2 separate regions of the Sus scrofa genome follow, and region 1 is linked to region 2. The links are chromatin contacts, called in public HiChIP or PLAC-seq maps. All regions are on one chromosome and are shown on one strand. Each heading gives the region's core, a stretch centred on a gene start, on an enhancer-like site or on the middle of the called end of the contact. The rest is flanking DNA. Distances are from core to core; before and after follow the strand shown. Region 1 overlaps C7H14orf159 (UPF0317 protein C14orf159 homolog, mitochondrial). Region 2 overlaps RPS6KA5 (ribosomal protein S6 kinase alpha-5).

Region 1 (6,426 bases), core at 1,898-4,397, 280 kb before region 2:
CTGGGGGCAGGTCTATCAGATCATTCTAAGGAACAGTGTCAGAATCTTCGACAGTTTACTAGAGGCAGAGGTTGAGAGCGGGAAGCTGACGGGCAGGGTTACCACAGTGGACGCTGCTGGTGCCCCACCCAGGTCTCCGTTAACCCGCGGGCAGCCAGTACCCAGTGGATTGAGTGTCAGCTGCTAGGGGCCCACAGCAGCCCTCTTCCAGGATCTTGTTCAGTGTACAGAAACAAAACAGGTTAAAAAGGAATGGAAACAGAAGACAAATGACTCTAACACAAGATAGACATCTTCCAACAGAAAGCGTTAGAGAGAGAAGGCTGTGCAGGCAGGATGCTGGTAAGATCATGGGTTGTGAAATCAGATTGTGCTGGGTCCAGGTCCTGAGGCTACAGGCCTTCAGCAAGTCACTTGAATGCTGTAACCCTCGTTTTCTGCATTTGTCAGGCTGCCTAACAACTGTCCCTGCCTCTTAGGGCGTTGAAAGGGTTAACGGAGAAAATGCAAAAGAGAGGGAGTTCCCATCATGGCGCAGGGGAAATGAATCCGACTAGGAACCGTGAGGTTGCAGGTTCGATCCCTGGCCTCGCTCAGTGGGTTAAGGATCCTGTGTCGCTGTGAGCTGTGGTGTAGGTCGCAGACGTACGTGGCTTGGGTCTGGCTTCGCTGTGGCTGTGGCGTAGGCTGGCAGCAATAACTCTGATTAGACCCCTAGCCTGGGAACCTCCATATGCTGTGGGTGTGGCCCTAAAAAGACAAAAGACAAGAAAAAAAAATGCAAAAGAGATGCTTAGCACACACCTGCACACCCACTCAGGGCTCAGTGTTAGTGGTTGTGGTTGCTAACAGGATTAGGAGGAATACTGTTTCAATCATCTAATTTAAGATGGAAATTACATTACACGTTTCCATTTCTCTAAAGCCCCCCACGATGGAGTTCTTTAAAAGCTTAACTCTGCTATGGAAAACCATATGATGGTTCCTCAAAAAAGTTTAACTAGAATCAGCATATGATCCACCAGTTCTGCTTCTGGGTACAGATGCAAAAGAATTGAAACCTGGATCTCAAAGAGCTATTCATCCATCACGTTCAGAGCAGCACTATTTATATCAGGCCGAAGGTGGGAGCAACCCACGTGTCCCCTGCGGGATGAACAAGTGAGCAAAGCGCAGTGTGTTCATACAAGGCAAGATTACACAGCCTTAAAAAGGAAGGAAATTCTGGGCGTTCCCGTTGTGGCTCAGCAGTAACGAACCTGACTGGTATCCATGAGGACATGGGTCCCTCCTGGCTTCACTCTGTGGGTTAAGGATCACCTGGTGTTGCTGTGGCTGTGGTGGAGGTTGCAGATGTGGCTTGGATCTGGAGTTTCTGTGGCTGTAGCTTACGCTGGCAGCTGCAGCTCTGATTTAACCCCTAGCCTGGGAACTTCCATGCGCTGCAGGTGTGGCCCTAAAAAAAAGACAAAAAGGGGGGGGCAGGAAATTCTGGCCTGTTATAACATGGATGAACCTTGAGGATATTTTGCTAAGAGAAATAAGCCACCCACAGAAAGACGAATCATTATAAAGTATGATTCCGCTTTATAAGTTGAGTAGTCAAATCCACAGAAGGACGAATACTGTATGATTTGACTTTATAAGTTACTTGAGTAGCCAAATCCGCAGAGACAAAAGTAGAAAGGTGGTTTCCAGGGGGTGGGGGAGGGGGCGTGAGAGGTTTTGATTAATGGGTAGAGAGTTTCTGTTTGGGAAGATGAAAAGTTTAGGAGATGGATGGTGGGGACAGCTGCACAACCAGGTAAACATACTTTTTTTTAAAAAAAAACCACTGAACTGCACACTAAAAAATGGTTAAAATAGGAATTCCCATTGTGGCTTGGCAGGTTAAGAACCTAGCATAGTGTCTGTGAGGATACAGTTTTGACTCCTGGCCTCAGTCAGTCAGTTAAGGAGCCAGCATTACCACAAGCTACGGTGCAGGTTGCAGATAAGAGTCAGATCTGGTGTTGCCCTGGCTGAGGCTCTGATTCAACCCCTAGACCAGGAACTTCCATATGCCGCAGGTGTGGTCATGAAAAGAAAACAATGGTTAAAATAGTAAGATTTATGTTATGCATATTTTATCACAGTAATAAAAAAAAAACTTAACTCTGAATGCTCTGCCTACACATATTTTATTTATTTATTTATTTATTGTCTTTTTGCTATTTGTTTGGGCCGCTCCCACAGCATATGGAGGTTCCCAGGCTAGGGGTCTAATTGGAGCTGTAGCCACCGGCCTACGCCAGAGCCACAGCAACGCAGGATCCGAGCCGCGTCTGCAACCTACACCACAGCTCATGGCAACGCCGGATCGTTAACCCACTAAGCAAGGGCAGGGACCGAACCCGCAACCTCACAGTTCCTAGTCGGATTCGTTAACCACTGCGCCACGACGGGAACTCCACACATATTTTAGAAAGCAAGATCTCCATGTCTGTCCCTGTCCTTTGGTTGGGCGAGAAGGTGGCACCACCACGGATGCTTGGATGGCAGGCCCCTGAGTAGGTGTTAGAATGGGTTCCCGAGGCCAATCCCAGTCAAGGGAAAAGCAGCTGCTTTTTCTGAGAAGCAGAATCAGGAAGCGGAAGGAACTTTGACCCTGAATTCCCTCTAGACCGACCTCAGGGGCGATGGAAAGGCAGTTTAGAGCAAGAGCTCCAGCTGAGATGGATACATCCTCTCTTCTGGAAAGAGAACCCCATTTCTGGACCTTTCCCGCAGGGGTGGGGGGTGCTGGTTACATACCTTGGGGAGATAGGTTGACTTTGAGGCCGTGCGAGTCCGCCTGGCTGCAGTGGGAAGGAATCCCGGCCTGGGAGGTGCGCCCTGGAGAGTTACTGCAGCTTCCCAAAGACAGCGGAACCCTCTCTCCCCGCGGTCGGGTCTGTCGCACCTCCCTCCACTCAGCCAACAGAGTCACACCTGTGTTACATGGCACCTGAGGTCCCACCCAAGAGGATTTTCTAGTTTCCCCCTGAGTTGCCAGAGCTTTGTTTGAATGCCAACTGTTTGGAGAATATAAACACTTCTATTAGGCACCACACATGTTCTTGTAGCTTTAAATAGCATATTGGATCCACAATCGAACTTTCCTCAGTGACTCAGAGTCATTCTAAACACTGGGTTCTGCTGGGAGCTGCAATAGAGCTGTGCCCTCTGGGCCTATTAACGCAGGGTTTTAAAACTTGAAGTGGGAGTTCCCGTTGTGGCTCAGTGGAAACGAATCTGACTAGTTACCATAAGGTTGTGGGTTCGATCCCTGGCCTTGCTCAGTGGGTTAAGGATCCGGCGTTGCCGTGAGCTGTGGTGTAGGTCGAAGACCCAGCTCAGATCCTGCGTTGCTGTGGCTCTGGTGTAGGCCAGCAGCTGTAGCTCTGATTCGACCCCTAGCCTGGGAATCTCCATATGCTGTGCATGCGGCCCTAAAAAGAAAAAAAAAAAAATTGAAGTGGACACTTAGTGGGTTGTGAAACAAACTTATTAGGCCAGGTCAGCATTTTCTGAAAAATAGAATAGAATAGAATGATCCAAGTACATGGCACATAGCAAGAGTAAATATTGTTTTTTGAAATTTCTGTTTCAGCTACATGTATGCATGTTCTAGTTCACAATGCACAATGTATTACTGAGAATTGTTGTCAAAAAAGTTTGCAAAACACTGTATTAAGAGTCATAAGATCTGGAGTTCCTGTTGTGGCGCAGCAGAAATGAATCTGACTAGGAACTATGAGGTTGCAGGTTCAATCCCTGGCCTTGCTCAGTGGCTTAAGGATCTGGCATTGCTGTGAGCTGTGGTGTAGGTCACAGACGCAGCTCAGATCTAGTGTTGCTGTGGCTCTGGTATAGGCCGGCAGCTGTAGCTCCGATTAAATTTCCCAGCCTGGGAAGCTCCATATGCCACAGATGCGGCCCTAAAAAGCAAAAAAAAAAAAAAAAAAAAAAATTATAAGATCTGGAAAACATCCCTACATACAATAAAGATGTATTTTTCAGAATGTCTGACCACGACACACAGGAAAAAATACACACACACACACACACACACACACACACACAGGTACTTACCATTACTATACAAGAAATACAATTTTTTCTTTTTTTTTTTGCTTTTAAGGGCTGCACTGGTGGCATATGGAAGTTCCCAGTCCAGGGGTCAAATCCAGCTGTAGCCGCCAGCCTACACCACAGCCACAGCAATGCTGAATCCAAGCCACATCTTTGACCTACACCACAGCTCATGGCAAAGCCAGATTCTTTAACCCACCTCATGGGTTTTATCCTCATGGATACTAGGCAGGCTCATTACCGCTTAACCACAGTGGGAACTCCTACAATGACACTTCTCTATTTCCTTTTCCAAAGGCACTGGTCACACACGTCCCCTTCCCACCCTTGAAATGATTTCATTTCTCACTAATGGTCATGACCCAATTTGAGAAACTGCTAGTTTTGTTTTGTTTTAATAATTTGCCTATCTTCTCTATATAGGAAGACAGGCCATCTCTCAGGGACTCGCTACTTCCAGAGACCCTCTGTAAAGCCCCAGACACCTTGAAACCCCCCAGCCTCGTTGGTGAGTCTGGCCCATCAAAACCCTGGGCTCCTGGCTCTGTCTTCTCAGGAGGCTGAGACGTGCAGGGATGTTGTTGCCAAAGTCAGCATCACATGGGCTTCTCCACTGTCACCCACTTAAACTGAGACAGGACACATGTTACCTGGGTGACTTGGGGTCCCCATCTCTGCATAGAAACATCTGGCCAGCTCCCACTGATCCACCTTGTAAGTTAATATTGGGATCCATGTCTTCAGAACACCTTGAGAGCAAGGGCCAAGGGTGGAGCCACCAGCCCCAGCGCTGGGGGCGTTCACGTTGGCTTGTTGAAAGCTCCTTTGGAAAGTAACCATTACTGCTACTGAATGTCTCCCTGTAGAATACTTTGTTAGGTAAGCCTGCAGAATAATACTTTGCTAGGTAAGCCTGTAGAATAATACTTTGCTAGGTAAGCCAAGACCTCGACACAGAAGACACTTCAGTTTCCTTTTAGACCTGAACAAACCCTAGGGTTGATGGGGATGAAGTCACAGTAGTGTCACCAGTCTTGTGGGCTGTACACAGGTGCCCCCAATACCACGTGACCAGAAGCCTATTCTAGCCTGCTGCCATTGTGGGTGCTGGCGACATATTTTGGTGCCCATGGTGACGGTAGGCCAGCCCCCTGATAAGCAAGTGACACGCACATTCTCAATTACTTTTCACAACAGTCTTGTGTGATATGAACCATTATTTCCCCCATTTTACAGAGAAGGAAAACTGAGGCTCAGAGATGTGAACTGACTTGGGCAAAGCCAAGTATGCAGGGCGGTGTCATGACTCCAGTTCCCAATTTAAGTTCTCATCTGCTTCCCACCCCCACCTCCCTGACTACCTTCAGGGACGGTCAAGGAAAAAAAAGGAAAGGTCCTAGAGTTTGGCCTAGAGTTTGACCTTGGACCTAGCTACTGGTTTCCAAAGTGAATTGGAATCATCTCTTTTAAAAATAGCACATTTTCAAATTACAATAAAAATACATATTATGGTAGGATGTGTGGAACACACAAATCCCGAAATAAAATAACATGGACTTGGTTTTCATGAACTAAACCACCTCATAGCAATTAGGGTAGAAGCTTTGTGTATTTGCTGGTCCAGGACCAAGTCGCATCTGGGCTGAGCTTGAGGAGGCTAATTGAGGCCCCGGACAGGGATGGTGGACCCAATGCTATGGTCCCGCTGGTTCTACAGGAGCTCCCGGGCTGCTCTGCAGGCTATGATCAGTGCCAAGGGGCAGCTTTGGTCACCCCCATAATCTCCATCAGCCCCTCATCCCTCCCATAAATTCAGTGTGAGTAAGCATCTTGTCTACATTAAAACCACCTCGAGACAGCTGCTTCCCCCCCAACCCCCCGTCTTGTCACCCCAAGCCCTTTGGGAGCTGTCACTGCCACCCTAGTGGGTCCACGGAGCAAACTCAAGGTGAGGAGCCAGAAAATTGTCACAGATCCCCAAATGCCCCTCTGTGGCTCCTCCCACTGCCCCCTCTGGCCCCACCTCCCATCTGGGGGAAAGACCAGCAGGGGGCAGTGGGTGCACCAGAGGGTAGTCACCAGACATCTCCAGGGGATGGGGGCACTCAGGACAGGAGAAAGACCCAGCCCCTCTGTGTGCTGTGAGGGGTGGCCCGGTGGCTTGGCAAGGAGGCTGAGTAGAGCCAAACAACCCTGGTGGGAAGCAACAGCTCCTGGCTGTGTGACCTTGAGCAAGCTCAGGACCTCTCTGAGCTTCAGTGATTTCCTCCTCTGCAGAATAGGATAGCTCAGCGGAAATGAACCCGATTAGTA
Region 2 (7,045 bases), core at 4,321-6,820:
TTTATTTCAGTTCAAATGATATTGAAAAGCAAGGGGTGTTCCAGAGCTGGGGAGCAATGCAATGATCATGAAGATTTCTAAGCTTCACTTACTGTGGGTACTACCTGGATGGGCTAATAAAGGTGGTGATGGGTACACCAGTACAGTGAGATTTTTTTAAACAAGTGGTAAATATAAAAGTAGTCAGTAAAGCAGTGATTGAGAAGGTGTAGGGAACAGTTCAAAATAACAATGTTTTTTGAGTAATGGAGGGATAATATCCATCAGTCTCAAAAAAGTTCAAGTTTAGAGAAAGTATTTCTAAAATGTAGGTCTCTGACATGTATTCTTTAAGAGGCTTTAATAGATACTATTTAATTGGTTTATGTATGACTTCATTCAGTGGACAAATATTTACCAAAGCGCCTGCTACATGAGAGAGTCATGAAGAAGGTGAGTATACAGTCACTGCCCTTAAGGAATTATTGTCTAACATGGGTGAAGACATTGAACTGATAATGCAGAGCTGCTAAGAGCCAGGAAAGAAAAGTAAGTGCTAGAAGAAAATAGAATAATTTCCAATTTCAGTTTGGTGGAATGAGGCGCAGGTGCCTGAGAGCCAGGTTGGAAGGCAGGTGTATGGAGGAAGCAGAAGACAAACACAGGCCGAGGGAAAAGTATAGACAGAGGAGAGGCATGGAACTATTGAGACTGCTTGCACGTGCCCTTATAAAATTGACATGATACAGAAGAGTATAAAGCAGAGAGCCGCAGTATACTGACATCCAGCTCCCAGACCCACCCTGTCAGACTTCTCTGTGTCTGAATCCAAGGTACATACATAGACAGATAATGTTGCATAAATGCATCACCAAGTCCCCTGACATTTCAATGGCAGTTGAAGGAACTAATGCAAGTGCTTGTATCTTGCAGAACTTGCTGTTCACTGATGAAAATGACAATTTGGAAATTAAAGTAATTGATTTCGGGTTTGCACGCTTAAAGCCACCTGATAATCAGCCTCTGAAGACGCCGTGCTTCACTCTTCATTATGCTGCCCCGGAGCTCTTGAACCACAACGGCTACGATGAGTCCTGCGACCTCTGGAGCTTGGGCGTCATTTTGGTGAGTTCCTAGCAGTAGAGCCATTAAACCCAGTCACTTCTCTGATGTCCTCTGTTCGGCTCTCTTTTTGCTGTTCTTCTTAAATGTGTGGGAAGAAAACCTGGCAAATTGGTTTCTTTACTGTACAACCAATAAAAGGCCTCACTGAAGGCTATTTCTCCAAATTCAACATTGGAGAAAAATGTAGGCATTTTTCCTTTGGTTTATTTTGGAATATTTAAGACAACTGTGTCTTACATGAATTACAGTTTTATATATCTGTATATTTTTAAAGAAGCAATAGTATATTTTCACAAGATAGGCATATTAGATATAACATGAAGATGGCAAAATTATATATATGTGTGTATATATATATAAACTGGGTCTTTGCTATATAGCGGAAATTGACATAACATTGTAAATCAACTATAATAATAATTTTAAAAATTAAAAAGAAAAAAGAAAATAGCAAAGTGACTCAATAATAGAAAAATATTTTAAAAATATATCATCATCATCTGAGATTTTCAGACTGAAGATGCATCTGAGATTTTCAGACTGAAGATGTAATTAAAGAATATCTCTTAGGGTAAAATAATTAATAGATAAAATGTAAAATATTTTTAGTAATTTATAGTAATCATGGTGAGCATTGCTTTTCACAAAATGTCCTTGGCAGGTGGGATCAGAAACAGAACAGGAAGCTAGAAAAATCTCAGCATGTTTTTTTCCCAAAATGGCTTTACTTTTTCTGCATGTAATTTGTAATGCAGGGAGAAATTTTCAGACAATACAGAAAGATATAAGGAACAAAGTGAAATCACTCATAACCTCATCATATGGAGATAATACTGTGTAAGCTCTTACTCTCCTTCCATCCCTCCCCTATTTTATGTTTTATGTATTTCTACAATTTTCTCTCTATATTTGTATATATATTCAGGGTTTTTGACAAAGGAGATATGTAGTTTGAGTCTCCGAAGTTTAACATTTCATTAGCATCTTCTAGTCCTTCACTAATTATAAGCAACACAAATATTTTTTATATATGTGCTTGCATTTGTCTCATGATTTCCTTAGAATAGATTCCTAGGAGAAAGATAAACACATCTTTATTTTGACACAGATGCCTGGATTTCCCTCTAAAGGGTTTACCAGATCATATTCTCATGAATTGTATATGAATACATTGGATACTATCAATTTCAGTCTTAAATTATTTCCTACTGTTGTTATCATTTGCATGCGTTCCTCTGATGAGCATTCAGTTTGAGCATCTTTTCATGTATCTAGACATTTGTATTTTCTTTTTTTTATAAATTGCTGTTTATGAGCTTTGCCCACTTTCCTATGGGGAAGTTTTTCTTATGGAAGGTGAAAGCTCTATTAAGAATTTGAATCCTTTATCTGCCATTAATATCGGAAATGTTTTTTCCACTTTGTCATTTCTTTGAAAACTTTGTAGTAATATGGGATTTTAAGTTTGTTTTTAGAGGGGTTTAGATAGAGAAGTTTTTTTATTTCTATGTTGCAAGATATGTCAGGCTTATGATATCTGGCTTTGATATCGGATTGTCACTCCACCCCAACCCAAGATTATAAAAATATTCTCTTAAATCTTCCTTTAGAATTATGTTTTATTTTTATGCTTATGCACTCCATCTGGGATTTATCTTGGTGTCAGTTTGTTTTCCCCCAGTGGCCAGTTGTCCTTGCAGGATGATTCTTTTATTTGTAAGCTTTGTGCGGTTTTTACTTCAGCAATTTTAAATCATCATTTATAATTTTCAAACTAAAATTGCATATTTATGAATATTATTTTTAAATAAAAATAAACAGCTTACTCCTATAGATTTGAGTTTTGTTTGACTTAAACTGATTACATTTTCATTAGTAGCACTCTCCTAAAAAAATCATCTAAATAAAAAAGAGCCTTTCTACCAACCTCAAACCCCCTGACCATCCCAAACTGTTACATTTAGAGTGGATAAACAGTGAGGTCCTACTGCACAGCATAGGGAACTATATCCAGTCTCCTGGGATAGACCATGATGGAAGACATCATGAGAAAAGAATGTATATGTATGTATGACTGGGTCACTTTGCCGTACAGCAGAAATTGGCACAACATTGTAAATCAACTATACTTTAATAAAAACAAAAGAAAAAAAAGAGCCTTTCATTTTTAGCAATAAGATTACAAAGACTCCTTTGTAAAGGAGTCCTTACTTATATACAGGCCAATTATAATTATCATGCTTTTTAAGGTTTTAAAAGGCAGTCTTAGACATTCAGGCAGGTATTTTGGGGCCTCCAAATGCCGTGTCTATGGAAATAACTTTGTATAATGGCATGGAGAGAAGCCAGGCCTCTCTCTAGATCTAGCTGTCAAGTTTTAAACAGAAGCAGGGGACAAGGAACAGATTAAACGATGCCACAGGAATACAGTCACAATATCCAGACTGTGGGAAGTTCTACAGACAAACAACCCAGTTTGTAGCAAATAAATTATAAGAAAAAAGCCTGGGAACCTGTAGATGAAAAGACACTTAAACAGTGTTTGCATCTTACTTAAATTCTGATTCAGACAAATTCTAATTTCAGTTCTATATGTTAAATTCAAATGCTAAATCATACAAATGTAATTATATTCATACAACGTATAAAACACTGCTGGCGAAATTTGAATATTGCCTGGATACTGGGTGCTACAAAGGAATTACTGCTAATTGTTCTTGGGTATAATAAGTTGTAGTTGTGGTTTTTAAAAATCCCTGCCTTTTAGGGATACAAAAATGAACTACTTGCAGATGAAAAGCAAAGTTAGCACCTGCCTTAAACTGTCAAAAAAGAATGTTTTGCAAACTTTTCAATATAAACGAGGACCCATCTCCAGAGCACCTAGATACACAGGCAGAGTCATCGCATAGTGAGCACAAAATTTATTTCGTCTGGTTGGCCTTCTATCTCTGGCGTTTTTACATGTCACATCTAAACATGAATGTGGATCCTTTCGTATGTAAACAATCTGTTATCCCAATTGGGTAAAACAATTCCTTCAGGAAGATGGGTCATGTCTTATCATTTGGCTTTGATTACAACTTAGCCCACCTCATGGATGTGCAGTTCATTGGAAACGAACAGGATGTGAATTAAAATAGAACTTACGCAGTATCTTAGTCTGCCTCAGGCCACCATAACAAAATATTGCAGGCTGGTGACTTAAACAACAGAAATTTATTTCACAGTTCTGGGCGCTGAGACGTCCAGGGCCAAGGTGCCAGCCCCGTTGGTATCTGGCGAGGGCTTCTCCCTTGGGTTGCAAACAGCCATCTGTTCACTGTGTCCTTACATGACCTCACCTCAGTGCATGTGCTTAGAGAGAGAGCAAGAGCCAGCTCTCTGGGGTCTCTTTCTCTTAGGACACTAATCCTCTTGGAGGAGGACCCCACACTCATGACCTCATTACCTTTATCTCCATAAAGGTCCTGTCCACAAATGCGAGTCACATTGACGGTTAGGTCTTCAGCCTAAGAATTTAATTTAATTAATTAATTATTTATTTATTTATTTAATTGTCTTTTTGCCTTTTCTAGGGCTGCTCTGGCGGCATGTGGAGGTTCCCAGGCTAGGGGTCTAATTGGAGCTGAGCCACTGGCCCACACCACAGCCACAGCAACTCGGGATCCGAGCCGCGTCTTCGACCTACACCACAGCTCACAGCAATGCCAGATCCTTAACCCACTGAGCAAGGGCAGGGATCAAACCCGCAACCTCATGGTTCCTAGTTGGATTTGTTAACCATTGCACCACGACGGGAACTCCTCAGCCTAAGAATTTTAAAGGCACACAGCCATTCAGTTCCTAACACACAGTATTTAATAAATGTAGGATAGGATTATATGCCCGCCCAAAGGTGTGGATAGCATATCCATGGGGTGGAATATAATAACATTTAAAACATACTTCTGCCAAGTGTTTTATTCAGGATTTCTTATTTTTTCACTCTCTTTCAAAAATTGTATTTTTAAAATTTCAGACCTGGAGAAAGTGTGGGAGAATAACACTGTGACCATTTGACATTTCGCCACATTTGCTTCCTCTTTCTTTCTAATTCCCTCTTATGTGTGTATACACACACACACCCAGATATATAGAGATGTATATCTGTAGGTATATAGATACTTTCTTGCCGCACCACTTGCAGTTTGCAGACACAGAATTATTCTTAACAGAAGTTGCTTCCAGGATCATCAACTAAATTGTAAGATCTTAGAGTTGAGAGGAGCCTAAAGTTTGTTTAATTCTACCTCTTCCAGAGAAGGGACTTGTCTACAAAGTCCCTATCACCAGTCTCCTTTAAGTATTTCCAAATTGGAGAATTCCACCCCAACAGCCTGCTGAATTCTTACACATCAGAAAGCAAGAAAACTATAAGGCAAAGGGTACTTTCTTGGATGTAGCCACATAATATCTGTTAGGAAGTAGGGTGAGATGAGGAAGTGGAGCAGATTTTGGAAAACTACTCGGCAGTGCCTACTGAACAGACACAGAGCAAAAGGCCAGCAGTTCCAGTCTCAGGGATGTAGTCAGCAAAAATGCGTGGTTTTATGTCCGAAAGACATGGACAAGAAGATATATGGCAGCAGGTTTCAAAATGCCCCAAACTGGAAACGAGTCCAACGTTTATCAACAATAGAAAGCTGTTCTGTCTGGGTTTCCTAGAAGCAGAACCTAGAGTTAAAGCTTATGTTTTGTCTTGTTCCTGAGTAGCAGCATCCCGGGGAGGCAGGAGGGAGGCAGGGAAAGAGGGAGGGAGGGCGGAAGGCGCACTGAGTGACCCCCTCCTGTGACCAGAGGAGCCGATCGCTTGAGTTCACGGACACAAGACATCTCACAGACCCCGAGGCCACAGCAGCAGGCAATGTGATTTCTGTAATTATAGAATAATGGGTCCTTCCCCCTTAGACTCTAGAGTGGGGGACCCAACACCAGTGGATCAGCCATTGATCAGTGGTTCAGCACAGTCCTCAAGGACAGCCCCCCAGCCCCACCGGCTACTGTCTTGAGTGGGCGACTTCACTGAGCTTTTCATGTTCTAACAGGCCAACTGCACCCACCTGAAAGCAGGCCAGCTCATCTAGAAGGTAGGCCCAGTTTCCTCTCGAAACTGGAACTGAATGTCTGTGTGCCTTTAAAATTCTTAGGCTGAGGAGTTCCCGTCGTGGTGCAATGGTTAACAAATCCAACTAGGAACCATGAGGTTGCGGGTTTGATCCCTGCCCTTGCTCAGTGGGTTAAGGATCTGGTATTGCTGTGAGCTGTGGTGTAGGTCGAAGACGCGGCTCGGATCCCGAGTTGCTATGGCTGTGGTGTAGGCCAGTGGCTCTTGATCATGGGGAGCCCCCCTCGATGAGGCCAGAGATGTGAGTTAAGGAAGAAGCCTTGGTGCAATAGAGGGAGGTGACAGGCTCCTGTGCATGTCATTTGCTGTGACTTCTGGACTTCCTAGGGTTGATTCTGAGCGTGCCATGTCCACAGCATCTTGACTGCTGCTGCAGCTTTATGAATCTGTGTATCTGCTGACCCTGTGCACTGCTTTGTCCCAGCTTCAAGGGAGCCTTTGCAGCCGACTCCCAGCACTGGCTCCAGGTGGCCCTGCCAGGATGTTGAATCCTGAGTCTCAGAAAATGTTTCCATGGCAATAATTTCTTCTCCGTCAGGCCTTATGTTCCACCCGCCCACCCCAGTTCAGCATCCTCAGAATCCATTCGCATTGTGTCCCCTGATCCCTGCTGGGCCATTTTAGCGGGGGCCTTGGTCCCTGTCTCCTCAAACCTCCTCCCCAGGGACTGTACTCCTTCCTAACATGATTGTATATAAGCTTTTGCTTTAGATTGTGTGCTTTCTGGGGAACCCAGGCTACGAGAGTTGGTGCCAACAGTGACCCCAAAAGCAG

Evidence for each region. HiChIP or PLAC-seq counts read pairs in DNA pulled down with a chosen protein or histone mark.
Region 1: an H3K27ac HiChIP or PLAC-seq map of alveolar macrophages shows a contact between it and region 2. The contact joins two enhancer-like sites. A contact is called at or near these places in 16 of 47 Hi-C or Micro-C datasets (adipose tissue, blood, brain and 6 more) and 2 of 2 datasets of contacts at active chromatin or transcription factors (alveolar macrophages and skeletal muscle).

Annotation. Positions count from the first base shown.
Region 1 is chr7:112,851,387-112,857,812 of Sscrofa11.1, reverse strand. It overlaps C7H14orf159 (UPF0317 protein C14orf159 homolog, mitochondrial), which reads right to left. Exons shown (of 20, transcript XM_021100082.1): 15 at 4,830-5,016; 16 at 4,764-4,827. Among named protein-coding and RNA genes, the nearest start is that of GPR68, 50 kb to the left of the region's middle. Within about 2 kb of position 3,147, at least 1 of the 83 cell types and tissues checked has an H3K27ac peak or open chromatin away from gene starts, as enhancers often do. A contact at or near this core is called in alveolar macrophages, where this site is marked.
Region 2 is chr7:112,572,401-112,579,445 of Sscrofa11.1, reverse strand. RPS6KA5 (ribosomal protein S6 kinase alpha-5) reads left to right here. Exons shown (of 17, transcript XM_021099611.1): 14 at 913-1,104. Among named protein-coding and RNA genes, the nearest start is that of TTC7B, 57 kb to the right of the region's middle. Within about 2 kb of position 5,570, at least 1 of the 83 cell types and tissues checked has an H3K27ac peak or open chromatin away from gene starts, as enhancers often do. A contact at or near this core is called in alveolar macrophages, where this site is marked.